2 separate regions of the Sus scrofa genome follow, and region 2 is linked to region 1. A link is a contact called in public promoter capture Hi-C data. All regions are on one chromosome and are shown on one strand. Each heading gives the region's core, a stretch centred on a gene start, on an enhancer-like site or on the middle of the called end of the contact. The rest is flanking DNA. Distances are from core to core; before and after follow the strand shown. Region 1 holds the start of EIF1 (eukaryotic translation initiation factor 1). Region 2 holds the start of SMARCE1 (SWI/SNF-related matrix-associated actin-dependent regulator of chromatin subfamily E member 1).

What was found. Promoter capture Hi-C pulls out the DNA fragments that hold promoters and counts their contacts.
Region 2: a promoter capture Hi-C map of fetal liver shows a contact between it and region 1, with 4 times the contacts expected there. The contact joins the promoter of SMARCE1 here to the promoter of EIF1 in region 1. A contact is called at or near these places in 2 of 5 promoter capture datasets (fetal liver and liver) and 1 of 2 datasets of contacts at active chromatin or transcription factors (alveolar macrophages).

The regions. Positions count from the first base shown.
Region 1 is chr12:20,974,343-20,981,971 of Sscrofa11.1, reverse strand. EIF1 (eukaryotic translation initiation factor 1) reads left to right here and starts at 4,897. Exons shown (of 4, transcript XM_003482982.4): 1 at 4,897-5,090; 2 at 5,799-5,962; 3 at 6,103-6,204; 4 at 6,630-7,474. The coding sequence starts at 5,060. The coding sequence ends at 6,674.
Region 2 is chr12:21,780,850-21,788,478 of Sscrofa11.1, reverse strand. It overlaps SMARCE1 (SWI/SNF-related matrix-associated actin-dependent regulator of chromatin subfamily E member 1), which reads right to left and starts at 4,069. Exons shown (of 11, transcript XM_021067015.1): 1 at 3,569-4,069; 2 at 1,531-1,582; 3 at 1,312-1,355. The coding sequence starts at 1,537.

The DNA of each region.
Region 1 (7,629 bases), core at 3,648-6,147:
CCAGAGCCCGTGCTTTGTGCCCTGCCCCTGTATGCTAGGGCCAGGAGCCAGAACTAGGAGCTCAGTAATCAACAAGCCAGTATTATTGGCAGGAACAGATGTCACTTTCAGGCAAATTCGTCCTGGCTCCATCATTACTCTGCAAGCTCCCCAGGCCTGGGGACCTCTGCACTGGAAGGTGGACTCTTTTTTTTTTTTTTTTTTTTTTGGCTCCTTTTTTTTTTTTTTGGCCCCCCCTTGACATATGGAATTCTTGAGCCCAGGGATCAGAGTCAAGCCACAGTTGTGACCTAAGCTGCAGCTTCGGCAATGCCAGATCCTTAACCCACGGTGCTGGACTGGGGATCAAACCTGCATCCCAGCGCTCCCGAGACATCACCGATCCTGTAGCACCACAGCAGGCACTCCTGGATGGTGGACTTTCATAGTCCCTCCTTGGAAAGGTCCCCAAGGGGAACACAGAGCTCTGAACACGAGACCTGGCAATGGCCTTGGAGGTCACCAAGTCCTCCTCCTAGGGATACAATGGAAGCCCTGAGAGGCAGCCAGGGTCCCCTGGGAAGCTGGTGATAACCAAGAACTGGGTGTCCCACTTCCCTGACCTCCTGCCCCAGGCCTGGCCTGCGAAATGCATCCTGTCCAGAGCCAAGCTGGTGGGTGTGGGGGGCAGCTCCTGTTGATAGTGCACTGGGGTCGCGTCTGGCACTGGACACCAGGTCTCTGCAAAAGAAACTGGAGAATATGCTTCTCAAAGGCCACCCTCCCTGCCCTGCACCAAAAGGCCAGGTCCAGGGGTCCCTTTGGAGCCCAGAGTCAGACTCTGAAAAGGACTTTTCTCAATGCTTTGCCCCCGGACTCTCTAAGGGGACGGGAAAAGTGACAGCCTGGAGCCAGGGGTCGGCCATTCGCAGTAACTGAGGGCCCTCCAGTACCTGTTCATTCAGCAAGCATTGAGCACCCGCTGAATGCAGGTACCTACCATGCATATGCAGCAGAGGAGTCAGACATGTACCCTGTTCTGTGAGCTCACAGTCTAGGAGGGAGACAGACAATGGGCAGAGCCAGATCCGAGAGAGGCACGCAGGCTACCTGTGCTTAGGAGGTCCTGCGCCTGGCACTTAAGGCTCTGCTGTCACTGTCTTGAAATTCTGAACTGCTTTTGAACAAAGGGCCTCGCGTTGGCACCTCGTACGGGGCCCAATCATTTATGTAGCCAGTTCAAGGAACAGGCAAGCAAAAGGCAGTGTGATTACTGGTCAAATAGAGGAAGTGGGGGCACGGAGAAGACTCCAAACACGGTCTTCTCAGAACAGAGTATGCGACTCCCAGCTGAGTCCTGAAGGATGAGTGGGAGATGCCAACCAGAGAAGAGGAGGGACGAATGAACCAGGCAAAGGGAGAGCACAGAAGTTCCTCGTGGCGCAGTGGTAAGGAATCGACTAGGAACGTGAGTGTGGGTCAGTCCTGCCTGCTCAGTGGGAAGGACCGGCGTGCGTGAGCTGTGGTGTAGGTGCAGACGCAGCTGGATCCGCGTGCTGGGCTCGGCGTAGGCTAGCAGCTACAGCTCGATTGACCCTAGCATGGAACCCATAGCCGCAGACGGCCAAAAATAGCAAAAAGACAAAAAAAAAAAGGAGAGCACGTACAGAACCTGGGATGAGAACGGTGCTTCCAAGAACGCTGTCGGATGTGGGGAGCGGTGGCACGCCAGGAGGTGAAAGGGGAACCCTGACCAGGAAGAGCCAAGAGAATCCTAAAGAAGAAAAAAACAGAGGGAGTTCCCGCTGTGGTTCAGTGACAACAAATCCGACCAGTATCCTTGAGGATGAGGATCCCCGGCCTTGCTCAGTGGGTTAGGAATCCTGCATGGCTGTGGCTGTGGCGTAGACCAGCAGCTGCTGATTCCACCCCTAGCCTGGGAACTTCCATGTGCCACGTGCAGCTGTAAAAAGCAAAAAGGTGGGGGGGGGGCAGGGGGAGGGAACTCCTGCTCCTGGAGACACAGACTTTTTGTTAAGCTCCTATAATTGAGAAATAGTGGCTTTGGGATTGATGGACCTGTGGAACAGAACCGAGAGTGAAAACATGAACCCCTGGAGAAGTTCCACTGTGGCACAGCAGGTTAGGGACCCAGCGCTGTCTATGCAGAGTCTCAGATCAGTGAGGAGGCAAGGGTTCGACCCCCAGCCCAGCACAGTGGGTTAAGGATCTGGCGTTGCCCAAGCCATGACATAGTCGAAGCTGTGGCTCAGATTCGATCCATGGCCCAAGAATTTCCATGTGGGCACAGAGGAAAATTAAAAAAAAAAACAAAACCTCGGATTCCTGAATGACTCAGTGGAAACGAATCTGACTAGCATCCAGGAGGACGCAGGTTTGATCCCTGGCCTCATTCAGTGGGTTAAGGATCTGGCATTACTGTGAGCTGTGGTGTAGGTTGCAGATGCAGCTTGGATCCTGCGTTGCTATGGCTGTGGTGGAGGCCTGTGGCCACGGCTCCGATTCGATCCCTGGCCTAGGAACTTCCATTTGCCGTGGGTGCAGCCCTAACACGACCAAAAAACAAAAACAAAAAAACAAAAAACCACCCTGCATAAATGTAAATACGATTATGGTAGAGCAAGCAGGACAAATCAGGTATTAGTCAATAAACGGTGCTGGGACAATTGGCTATCCTCATAAGAAAAAAATCAGATCCCTGTCTCACACCACATGCACGCACACAAAAGTTCCAGGTAGTTTAAAAACCTAAATGTTAAAAGGCAAAGCTTTAAAACTTTCCAAAAAAATAAATAAATAAAAAACAGAGTATCTTTATAAACTAGAAGCTGAGAAAAGATTTCAACATGACAAAGAAATGATCTCTTCCTAAAAGGAAAAGATAGGCTGGACCACATTGCTATTTTAAAATTTCATACAATAGTTCCCTTGGAGCTCAGCAGGCTAAGGATCCAGCATTGTCATTTTGGTTGTTTGGGTCGCTATTGTGGTGCAGGTTCGATCCTGGCCCAGGAACTTCCGCATGCCAAGGGTGCAGCCAAAAAAAAAAAAAAATTTTGTGTAACAAAATATGTGTGAATGCTGGGAAGGCCAGCTCTGACTCATTCACTCTTTTCCCCAAACCCCTTTCAAGCAAGGTCATGTCTGTGAGGGCAGCGGTTCCCAGATGGAGGAATACTGTGTCCTCAGCTTCTCAGAATGAGATGGATGTGAGACCAGGATATGTTCCTGACTTGTAGCCATGGGTCCCCACATCCTGATATCAAGGAAGCCAAATTATTTTTTTTTTTTTTGTCTTTTTGTCTTTTGTTGTTGTTGTTGTTGCTATTTCTTGGGCCGCTCCCGCGGCATATGGAGGTTCCCAGGCTAGGGGTTGAATCGGAGCTGTAGCCACCGGCCTACGCCAGAGCCACAGCAACGCGGGATCCAAGCCGCGTCTGCAACCTACACCACAGCTCACGGCAACGCCGGATCGTTAACCCACTGAGCGAGGGCAGGGACCGAACCCGCAACCTCATGGTTCCTAGTCGGATTCGTTAACCACTGCGCCACGACGGGAACTCCAAGGAAGCCAAATTATTAATCCAAAGATTACATAGTAAATACAGAATCAAAAGAACTCTCAAGTATACCCAGCGTTTCCTCCCTTGGGATTGTCTCATCTTGTCCCAGAGTGGGCTTTTTCCCACCCTCTAAGCATCAGCTGGGATGTCACCTAGTCTGAGGGCTTCTGAAGCCTCTGTCACTCTCACGTCACCTTATTCTTTCTTGGCACCTATTATGATCTTGTCATTTTATTGTCTCTCTCTCCCTCTCACCAGATTCCAAAAGGACATAAACCGGCAGTCCTTCGGGCTGACACAGTTTTTTGTTTAGTTTCCCCAGTGTTTTTCCAAAAATTCAATTTACTGGCAATATTTTAAAAATTAAGAGATTTTACATACATCTGGATTTCCAGGTTCTCTTGAAAAAGAAGACCTAGCACAATGCACTGGAGGTTTGTGGCCGCTGCAGCCTCTGCCCCCACCCCCACCCCATTACATCACACTAGGGTGTCTGCACTCCTTTATCTTACCTGCCAGGCCTCTGGAGCCTAAAAACCATGTACCCTGCAACTAAGAGCATTTCAATTCATAAACTCAAAGTGCAAGAAAGGTTGATGTTTTAAAGGAAATAGTTCAACTAGTCTCTGGGAAGGCTCTACCCCACACAATTTGTATAAAAAAAAAAAAAAATGACCCCCTTCTGATGCATGAATTCTTGGCTCCACAAACAGCATTACTCTCCCTTGAACTCGTACTGATGACCTAGGTATTCTTTCCTTAAATTATCTAAAGTAATATAATTTTTAAAGTAGATTATCCATTTTTAGATTGGATTCATCTAAATGATGAGGTTAAAGTTTGGGTTAAACTATTGTACGTTGATTAAATAAAAGTGTCGCCCTCTCTGTAAAGGAGTGAATCTGCAAAGTAGGAAGTAAGTGGGTAGTTGGGTGAATATGAGATAGTGAGAATCTGTCGTGTTTAGTAGGATCAGCACGTAAAGTCCCTCTAAGGAGTGCGAAACACTCCAAGTAAAGGCATTTTCCTGCAACAGTGTCAAGAAAGTGGAACGCGGGGAACACTGCGCAGGCGCGCTCGAAATCGCTTGCCAGTTTTCTGCGCAGCCTCGACAACGTCCTCGAGAGTTGCGCAGGCGCCTAGACCGACCAACTTTTCCCTCCCCCTCCCAACTCTCCCACACAGTTTCTGCGCAAACGCGGTCCCGCGTCCCCGCCCCAGGACCAATCGGAAACGGTGGCGCCCGGGCGTAGAGGGCGCGGCGCCGTGGGTGGGGCCGAGACGTGAGGGCAGCGCGCTGGCGTCATAGGGGCGGCTATATAAGTGAATACAGGCACCGCCCCTCCGCCCCAGTCACTGAGCCGCCGCCGAGGACTCAGCAACCTCCCCCTTGAGCCCCCTCGCTTCCCGACGCTCCGTCCCCCCTGCCCGCCTTCTCCCGCCGCCGCCGCCGCCTTCCGCAGGCCGTTTCCACCGAGGAAAAGGAATCGTATCGTATGTCCGCTATCCAGAACCTCCACTCTTTCGGTAAGTCCTGGAAAGGTCCCAGGGGGAGGAAGGCCCGGGTAGGGCAGCGGGGCGCTCCGGGCCCGCAGGCAGGGCCCGAAAAGCGGCTAAGGGTTCCGGGCTTTTGTGAACTTAGGCGGAGGGAAGATGTCCGGGCTCGCGGACGACTAGGCCTGGGCGCCTGGGTTGGTTTCTGCGCGCGACCGGAAGGAGCGGGTGGGAGGTCAGCCCTTGGGCGGGCCCGCCGTCTCGGGTGGCGCATTTACTAATGGCTCCCGGGCCACCTCTGGCCACACCTGCCCCTCCCTCCACGTCTGCGTCACGTCCGTTACGTCACCGCCGTTGTCACTGAGCGGGGAGGGAGAGGCGGCGCCAGCCCTAAGTGACAAACGTGGGCTCCAATGGGGCGGGAAGTGTGGCCCCGCCTCGGAGCTCGGGTTCCGGCCGGTTGCATCAGCCGGGTGGGGCGCTGCCGGCCAGCCTAGGCTTCACTGACACGTGATCGGCTCCCAAGGGCGGGCCTGGGGCAAGAGGCCCAGGCTTTCTCGGGCTGGGAAAGGCAGCCGTCCCGGATTGACCTGTTCGGGAAGAGCCAACAAAGGACTTATCTGATCTGACTAAGCCGTGACGATTTCAGTATCAAGTTCTGCACCGGGCAAGACATCCCGTGGGAGGGTGGCAGTGGCCTCCCAGCACAACTCTCTTAACGAGCTTGACCTTTCTGCCCAGACCCCTTTGCTGATGCAAGTAAGGGTGATGATCTGCTTCCTGCTGGCACTGAGGATTATATCCATATAAGAATTCAACAGAGAAACGGCAGGAAGACCCTTACTACTGTCCAAGGGATCGCTGATGATTACGATAAAAAGAAACTAGTGAAGGCGTTTAAGAAGGTAGGCTTTTAAAAGAGAAGTTGCGAAAATGGTATTTAATATGCCTACGGGGGGTGCTGTATTGTTACTTCCTGGAAAGGGTATTCGTGCCTTCAAGCTGTTGCTTGGCCTAATGTGTTTTGGCTGTGTTGTCCTTGCAGAAATTTGCCTGCAATGGCACTGTAATTGAGCATCCAGAATATGGAGAAGTAATTCAGCTACAGGGTGACCAGCGCAAGAACATATGCCAGTTCCTTGTAGAGGTGAGTTCAGTCACTTCCTGTTAGTACGTTTTGTGCCTCTGCCCTGGCTAACTAATCTCAGGTCCTGCCTGGTAACTTTCTGCTGGGGATGTAGAAATTTGTTTCGTAAGGCTAAGCCAAACAGCAGTTGAGTTTTGAAATTCAGAGACGGTGTGTTTAGGAAAACACATCTGTCTGCCTTCGGTTTACTGTTTGCATGGAGCTACTTGGAGGGTGCAATTTAAAATTACAGCTACTAAAGCAGGCTGTCTAGTTGACTGCTCATAAGTACTCAAGTCCTATTAAATCATTGGTTACCTGAGTTGAAAGTATAGCTCTGGGACTGCTCTTGCGTGGTATAGAAGCAGGAAGACAGGATTGTTGTCCTCAGAAATGGAGGCCTTTAACTGTATCCCATCTTTAAAATTGCCCTTTTTTCTTTGCAGATTGGACTGGCTAAGGACGACCAGCTGAAGGTTCATGGGTTTTAAGTGCTTTTGGCTCACTGAAGCTTAAGTGAGGATTTCCTTGCAATGAGTAGAATTTCCCTTCTGTCCCTTGTCACAAGTTTAAAAACCTCACAGCTTGTATAATGTAACCATTTGGGGTCTGCTTTTAACTTGGACTAGTGTAACTCCTTCATGCAATAAACTGAAAAGAGCCATGCTGTCTAGTCTTGAAGTCCCTCATTTAAACAGAGGTCAAGCAGTAGGCACCTGGCAGTGTCCCGCCTGAAACAAAGCAATAAGGTGATGTTTCAGCCAAGTCCAGAGCCCCAAGATCACAGATGGCTATGTCTGGCCAGAAGCTCCTCAGCGATCCCTCTCCAGAGTTTCCTGCCCTAAGAGAATGTCACCACCTGAACAGCCCTCGGTGAAGCTGAGTGGAGGATGGGGTAAGGCAACTGTACTGCTAGAGGGAGCCTGTGGCCATCAGGGAAAGATCCCCTGGAGTCTCCAGCGTGACCAGGTGGGCAGAGCTTAGAGCAGAGGTGATAGGACACCTGGCTTGCCACCAAGGTCTTTTTGACCAGACATATCCTAGTTAATGGATGTCCAAATAGAAGGTGAGGCCAGCCTACTATCAGAGTTAAACTTTTGACAAGGGAACAAGTTACAAACCAATGTATCCTTTCATGTAGCTGTAGAGCTTGCAACTTTCTAGCAACAGCTGCCCAATGCCATGTGAAGTAACAAACTGGTTTTTGGTGTTGTTGGTTTTTTTCCCCCTTCAGTTTTAATGTTATGTAATGTATTTAAACCCTTATTTAAATAAAACTTGTTTTCAGAAACATGTGACTTGGCAGATTCTGTTTAATATATAGTCAATCCGATAAACGTGGAGGAACCACAGAAATGGCAGTAGAGGGTACAGTCTGTGCCTGCAACTCCTCCACAGGGCCCTAAGCCTCTTAGGCAAGAAAACTCCAGGGAGCTTGTTCCTCCA
Region 2 (7,629 bases), core at 2,820-5,319, 810 kb before region 1:
TAAACACCGTCAGAGGTAGTGTCTGTGTCAAAATGACACCTTCAAAGGCTGCATAAAAAATGCTATTCACTGTTCAACATTATGAGGCAATAACGTAAGAAAATTAAATTAGGGAACTAAAAAAAAAAAAAAAATTGAAACTAAAACATTACAATAATACCATTTCCAAAAATGAAGTACGTGGTTAGCTCTTTGAGGTCAGGAATCTCAATTGTTCAAGTCCACCTGTATAGCCACTAGCAGAGTGCCAAGGAGATGGTCATAAGAAATGTTCTTTGATTTAGGAAAGAAAACAAACCAAACACAGGACTTTAAAATCTACTGGAAGTACCTTTAGAGACTGCATGTTATATAAATTGAGCTGGGAACGTGTGATACAGCATCTTTTTTTAAAAGCATCTTACTAAGGAAAAACAAATTGCTGGCAAACAACAAAACATACAGCTGAGGGTTAGTAAATAAAAGTTTATCTAGTGGAGAAAACAAAATTACACAAGGGTCTAATTAGTAAACTAGCCTGAACTTTAAGGGTAGGGGGTGTGGAAGAAGGGCTAACAGCTTTAGTTAAAGAACTACTTTTGTAGGATATGGTCAGTGTTAACAGTGTTTTGTTTCTGTTTTTAAACAGCAAGGAATCCATTTCAGGAAGGCCTGAATAGTTACTGTTAAATCTGTTTTGTGGACAATTATTTTACATGCTGACCAAGCTGGGTCAGAGCTTGCTGGGTGAAAAAACTAGTTCACAACTATTATTGAGACACTTTGAAACACCAATTCTCAAACCAATAAAATATTGTTTATGGAGTAAAATTCAATAGCAGGATCTGACCCACAGATAATGAAATCCTCACTTGAACAGCTTGAAAATAAAGATTTACAGTAAGTGTTATTAGAGAAGTTTTGTTTGATTTAACATGAAAATTATATATTGACAAGGAGAGAAAAATGTAACCAATTGAAGGTTAGGTTTAGAAATAATGAATGCCAGAATGAGCATTCATTTCATATTAACTTTCAAGACTCTTAAGAGATTAATAAGAAAGAAGTGCTAAACTTGTCACCTATTCCCAATTAAAAAAAGAACTGAGCATAGGAGGTTGGCATTTCAGCAGTATGTTTCTTTAAACATTGGGGCTGGTTCGAGGTAAGATGCAGAGTTATTCTATTTAATAGGAAGCGCTGTTTTTTTTTTTTTAGCTGAATTTTTCATCCTGTTGCTGTGATGACTGAGTGACTGTCACTGGAAGACATCTGGGTTTTTGTATCAAGGCCAGACTTGGCTATTACATTAACAAGAAAATTAAAACTTACTGTTGCAGGAGCTGGGGTGGGAGGTGGGGCATAAGATGGTCTTTCTGTTTGAAAGAAAATAAATAACTTCTTGTAAACAACTGAGATATAATACTATGCAACAAAACTACCAATGGTCCTGTTTTGAAGAAAAAAAATGAGAGTATTTTGGAATTCCCATTTGCTAGGGCATTAGTCTCTTATTAATATAGATTGATAAATATAAAAAATGAAACTTACTTGACATTTTGGAAGATTAAGTTCTCAGTTCCTTAAGAATGAATCTGAGACACTAAAATAAAAAAAAGAAAAAAAAAGAAAAAAAAAGATAATCAAAACTCGGTAAGCAGAAGAGAGAATTTTTCCCTAAAGAAAAGGGTAGTTTAATTGGTATTTCTTAGTAAAATTACATTATCTTCTAGTAATCAAGCTTTTTAAAATTTTTACTAGCCTTTAGGTCATTTGGTTGATCAGAATTAAATGACTAAAACAAATTACTGGGGATATTAAAAAGTAATATTAGGCATGTACTCAAAAGGTTTTGTTTTTTTTTTTTTGGGATACCGAGCCACCTCTTGTATTGAAAACAATTTGCCGATGCCATGGCAATACTTAACCAGATTGATAAAAATATAGTGACAATAGAATGTGATGTATTATCGGGGCCTACCTCAACAAGGCCTACCAGATCAGCCGCAGCTCTGCCTTCCTTTTGGGACAACAACTTCTATTAAAATGGAGCCATATTTTATTCCGGGAGGCAGTGCAAAAGGCAATTGGTGTGGTCATGAACTTTACATTCTCTTACGGTGATAAATAGCTTTATAACTGCTGGGAATACATTTTGAGAGTCTCCCTGAAAAAACTCTTTATTAAACCTTTCAGCCCGTTTCAAAATGTAGCTTCCTCAATGGAGCTTTCCTGACAAATCACTCGTGCAGAATGAATTGCTTCCTCATCTGCACTCCTACCCAATTTACACAGCTCTATGGTATCCTATTAAACCTGTTCACACGGCTAGACTGGAAACAGGGACCATCGAATTCATTATTGTAGTCCCAGGACCCGCCTCAATCCTTGAGGAATTTTGTCTTGGTATTACCAGCCCACTGCGTGACCGTGCACACACGAGCATCTTCCTTACCTCAAAACATATCACACACGGTGCCTACAAAGACATGTCATTTTTTTTTTTTTAAAGGCAAACAACTTGTATGGCTATTGGAGTACTTTCATCCAACATTATGTGAAACAAACATGATTTTAGTTTTTTGCTTCTATTTTGCATTTGAAGGGAATTCCTGAAGCATTATGAATAAGAGGCATGGTGTGGAAAAAAAAAAAAAAAAAAAAAAAGGTGTTTCTCAATGGCCCGACCTGGGAATCTCCCTCTCTCCTTAAGGAACAGGCAGGAAACTACTGAGTCAGGTGCAGATTTCCTCCCTGCTCACTTTCAGGTAGGCTGTCAACGTCCAGTAGGCCTTGCTGTGGGGAGCCCTGACAATAACTGCCACAGACTCCCTGGTACATCACACTTGATTGTTAATACTTTAAAATTACTGATCTCCTTTGCTAGACTCTAAACTCCATGAGTGAACTTGTACATTTGTCCACCACCGGATCCATCCCTGGATCCGGCGCCTGGCATAAAACCCTAGATAAATATTTGAATACCTTACACCGGGACAGGCTTATTACTTACACCATCTGGTTTCACAGTCACAACTACCAACGAGATGTGTGTATTCCCATTTTACAGAGGAAAAAAAGGGAGTCTCAGCGAGTTTAAGTAACCTGTCCAAAAACACACCGCCAAAAAGCGCCAGAGTTGGGTTTCAAACCCAGGCCAGTCTGTTTCCGAACCACATCGTGAGTCCTCAGCTCGCTGCCTGAAGCAAGGGGAAACAACCTTCCTGGGGGTGAGGAGCACGGGCTTGGCTTGCCCCAAGGGCTTCCTCTGAGGTCGTATCCTTTAGGTTTGTTGTGAAGGATGCACTTGAGCAGCAACTCTACTAAAGAGGAGTGGGCAGGGGTGCTTTGATCAATTTCGCGGGGTTAGTGGAAGGGGCGCATCTGGCCGCTAAGAAGGAGCCCCAGATGGGACTGCTTCCCCACCCTCGCTCCGCTAGGCCTCGGAGAGGCCGCAACTGGCCCCTGGCTCCGGCCCCGCGGCCGAGCCTGAACCCCAGCAACCCCGGGGAACTCCGGGTCCGGCCAAGCCAGGACACCACGCCTCGGCACCCTCCCAACCCAGTCCGGCCCAGTCGGGAACACTCACCCGCGGGCAGAAAAAGCGCCCGCAGCTCCGGCCTCGCTTCCCTTTGTCCCGCGCACGCCCCGCCCCTCGCGTCCGGAGCTTCCGCACTCGCACTTTCAACACTCTTCTGAATTCCTTTCCAAGCCCCACCAGACTCTCTTTAGAAAAATAAACCTTCTCGAGGGGGCGCGGTGGTGCTTAGTACAGTCAAGGATTTTTTTCAGGCTCCATGTGTTCCTCAAAACTCCCCGAATTTGGGCATTTGCCAGCCGGCGCCGATTCGTCACGGCGGAGAGGGCGGAGGTGGCCCGACCGCGGGGCAGGCCCGGACCCCGGGCGGTGAGGAGCTGGAGCGGCAACCGGTGACGCGGCGGGAGGTGCGAGGCTGCGCCGAGGGGAGGTGGGAGCGCGGCCTCGGCTTCCCCGCGCGGGGCCGGAAGGCGGCGGGAAGCGCGCCCGGCCGCGAGCCCCGGAACCACTGTGGCCGCGCGGGCCGCGCGCCACCCGGGCGAGGCTGGGGCTGCGCACGCTCCCGCCTCCGCGGGCTTTTTTTTTTCTTTTCTTTTTTTTCTTTCTTTCTTCCGGTCTTCGTTCCTGTTTCTGTGGGAGCCGGAGTGTATACGTCAACAAGTCGGGGATGGAGGCGTGGAGCGCCCGGTTCGCCGAGTTTGCGTTGTCCCGCGCGCCTCCCAGGGCTGCCTGCCTTAAAGGCCGGGCAGGAGCTTGGCGAAAGCACCGTGGCACTTTTCTAGGTCTCCCAAGCGCGAGCCTGGTGTGACTGGCACAGGTTTCTGATCCAAGGCCCGGAAATGTTAATCCTCTTGCCCCAGGTTGTGTACCCTTGCAGCTCTTGGCAAGGGTCCCTGTCCCAAGGCGCCTTGGCTCATTCGGTTCCCTCCCCTGGGAACGATGGTTTTCACTTTTTAGCTTAAATGCAAGTGACCTTCTGGATCCAGCTCAAATTCTGTTTGTGATGCCCTTCGGAAGCTCTCTTCTCCACCCTTAATCCTTCCTCTAACTCCCAAGGTTCTTTGGTAGCATTATTATAGACTTTACCTGATACATTGTATCAGACCGTCTTTGTCATCTTCCGTTTAACAGGAGAGCCTCCAAAGCAAAGGTTCAGTCTTGATCATCTTGGCATCGCCAGTACCCAGGAGGAGCTTGACTCATTGTCAGATGATCAGTAAACACGTTATGGAGGCAGATTCTGGCCTAGACCAGGGCTCTTTCTACTAAATCATAAATAAGTTGGTTTACTGAATGGATAGTAGCCTTTCCTTGGATATATAAACACTTGGCCGATGTTGCAGGCCACAGTGGAGGGAGAAGGATCTGAAATTACCCGAAAACACTGTTGACGTTTAGAGTGACTGCGTGAATTCCTCTGCTACCCTTAGCCGCCATCCGCCATCCTGAGTGTGCCATCAGAGACTAGGGCAACTCTAGAAGTCTGCCAAGCCAGAGAACGAGTGACTCTCTGTCTAGTTCTTCCACCTCCAATATTTTTATACTCATGATTAGAGATGAGTGAAATTGAAAAGCATATTGAAGGGAAAGACTGAAAAAGAAATCATCAAAGGATGACGGGCAGCCTGAGTGGTGCTTGTGGTAATGTACACGAAGTTGCTTTTTTAAAATATAAAGGCATTGGAGTTCCCTGGTGGCCTAGTGGTTAAGGACCTGGCATTGTCACCCAGAAAGCTTTGCACACCACAGGCACAGCAAAAGGAAAAAAAGAAAAAAGAAAAAAAAATACACCCTCCCCCCACACACATACATATGTATTCATTCCTGGGTGCTAGGAACAAAGCATGCTAGTGGGAAATGGGTGGCACAAAGATGGTGGAGAAGGGAAGAAGGGGATCTCAGAGGAGCAGTGACATCGATATCTTTCTCACCTGGTCTGTAATCAGATGTCACTTTCTCAGATTTTTCCTGACCTATTTAAAATTGCAACTCATTGGCCAATCTCCACTCTATTCATGGTCTGTGCTTTGTTTTTTTCTACAGTGGTTATCACCACCCAACATAGCCATTATGTGTTTATTTTGTTGTCTTTTTCTTCCCATCAGAATGAAAGCTCCTTGAGAGTGGGGACTTTTGACACCTAGATGCTCAACATTTGTGGGGAGATACTTGAGTGGCTATCTCATTTTCTTCTCTTTCGTCTTTCTCCAAAGATTTGCAAAATTAAGAAAGGAAGTATATAGACAAACTATTACAGAGAAAGCCCTAGAAATTAAGACCAAAGAGTGAAATATCAGAGTTCCCATTGTGACTCAGTGGAAATGAACCCAGCTAGTATCCATGAGGATGTGGGTTCGATCCCTGGCCTCATTCAGTGGGTTAAGGATCTGGTGTGGTATAGGTTGCAGACGTGGCTTGGATCCCATGTTGCTGTGGCTGGCAGCTATACCTCTGATTTGGCCCCGTGCCTGGGAATTTCCATATGCTGCCAGTGTGGCCCTAAAACAAACAAACAAAAAACAAACAGTGAAATATCCAGCAGGATGGACTCTACTTACACTGAGTTGCTGTTTTTTTCCCCCCAGGCAAACATGGGGACATAGGACCTTGTGTGTACAGGGATATTTATGGGGACCACAGGACAGACTTTTGGAATGGTGATTATTCCTGGAAAATATGGGGTGCATCATTAATATGACTGTTTACGCTGCATGTAACTGTAAAGTTGAGAGCCCTTGCAGGTGCCTAATGGTAAACCCCAGAGATAGTCTTAGGACCAAGTAGTTTAATTTTCTTTCTGGCAGCAAAATCCAGAAACTTGGCCTGCTTTCCTCTCTGATGCTGTTCAAACTTCCTTAAGGGTCGTCTTCTTTCCAACCAGGGAAGCCAGAGCTACTAAGTGATTAAGCTGGGACTGAAACCCAAATGTCTTTGATTTCTTTCCATAGTGCTATGGGGAGAAGCTGGGAGGGAGACATTTGGGGGCAAAAGAGAACCATGTCTGGGAAGGAAGAAGAGGAGAGCATGGGAGACAACAAGGAAAAACCCATAGTCCTTGGACTCCTAGTAGTCCGTGAATTGGCTCTAGGAGGTTTATTCCTTTAAAATCCTTTAGAATTGTACAAAATTTTTAGGGGATTTTTCTTCTTTTTTTCTTTCCAAAACAGAGGGTTTCAAGTTGAACAGAGAGGTCTGTGACTCAAAAAAGATTTTGTTTTTTGGCGGTTTTTTTGGTCTTTTTTTTTTTTTTTTTTTAGGGCCACACCTGAGGCATATGGAGGTTCCCAGGCTAGGGGTCAAATCGGAGCTGTAGCCGTTGGCCCAAGGATCCGAGCCACGTCTGCAACCTACACCACAGCTCACAGCAATGCCAGATCCTTAACCCACTGAGCGAGGCCAGAGATGGAACCTGTGTCCTCATGTAGTCAGATTTGTTTCCACTGAGCCACAACTGGAACTCCTCAGAAAAGATTTTGAACCAAACACTGAGCCATGCAATTTACCTGTAGTTCATTTAGTGCTGCTGTTCAGCTGTTTGGTGTTTGGTTTGTTCTACTTTCATGTCATCTCCAGTGAGCTGATACAAGTAAGTGCTCTTGTCCTTCTCTCACTCTGTCTCTTTTTTCTTTTTCAGCCGCACCGTGGCAAATGGAAGTTCCCAGATCAGGGATCGAATCTGAGTTGCAGCAGTGACCTATGCCTCAGCTGCAGCAACACCAGACACTTAACCTGCTGTGCCACAATGGGAACTCCTTGTTCTTCTCTTTTTAAAATGGATTTTTTTCCCCCTTAAAATAGGGAAAGGGAGGACAGAATTCTGTCTGAGCCAATTCGCTTATAAAAGTCTGGCTATAGGAAAAACTGTGAAATAAGCTAGTTTCCTCAGCCATTTCTGTGAAAGAAGTGATGGCTGTTTCAGTTGCTGTCACTAGAAACAGTTATGAAATATTGAAAGCCATTTCCAGGACTGAGTGATTAATGATCTTTTCTAGACTTTGACAAAGTATAGCTTGCTTTTTTTTTTTTTTTTTAGGGCCGCTCTGGGGGCATGTGGAAGTTCTCAGGCTCAGGGTTGAATTGCAGCTGCAGCTGCCGGCCTACACCACAGCCAC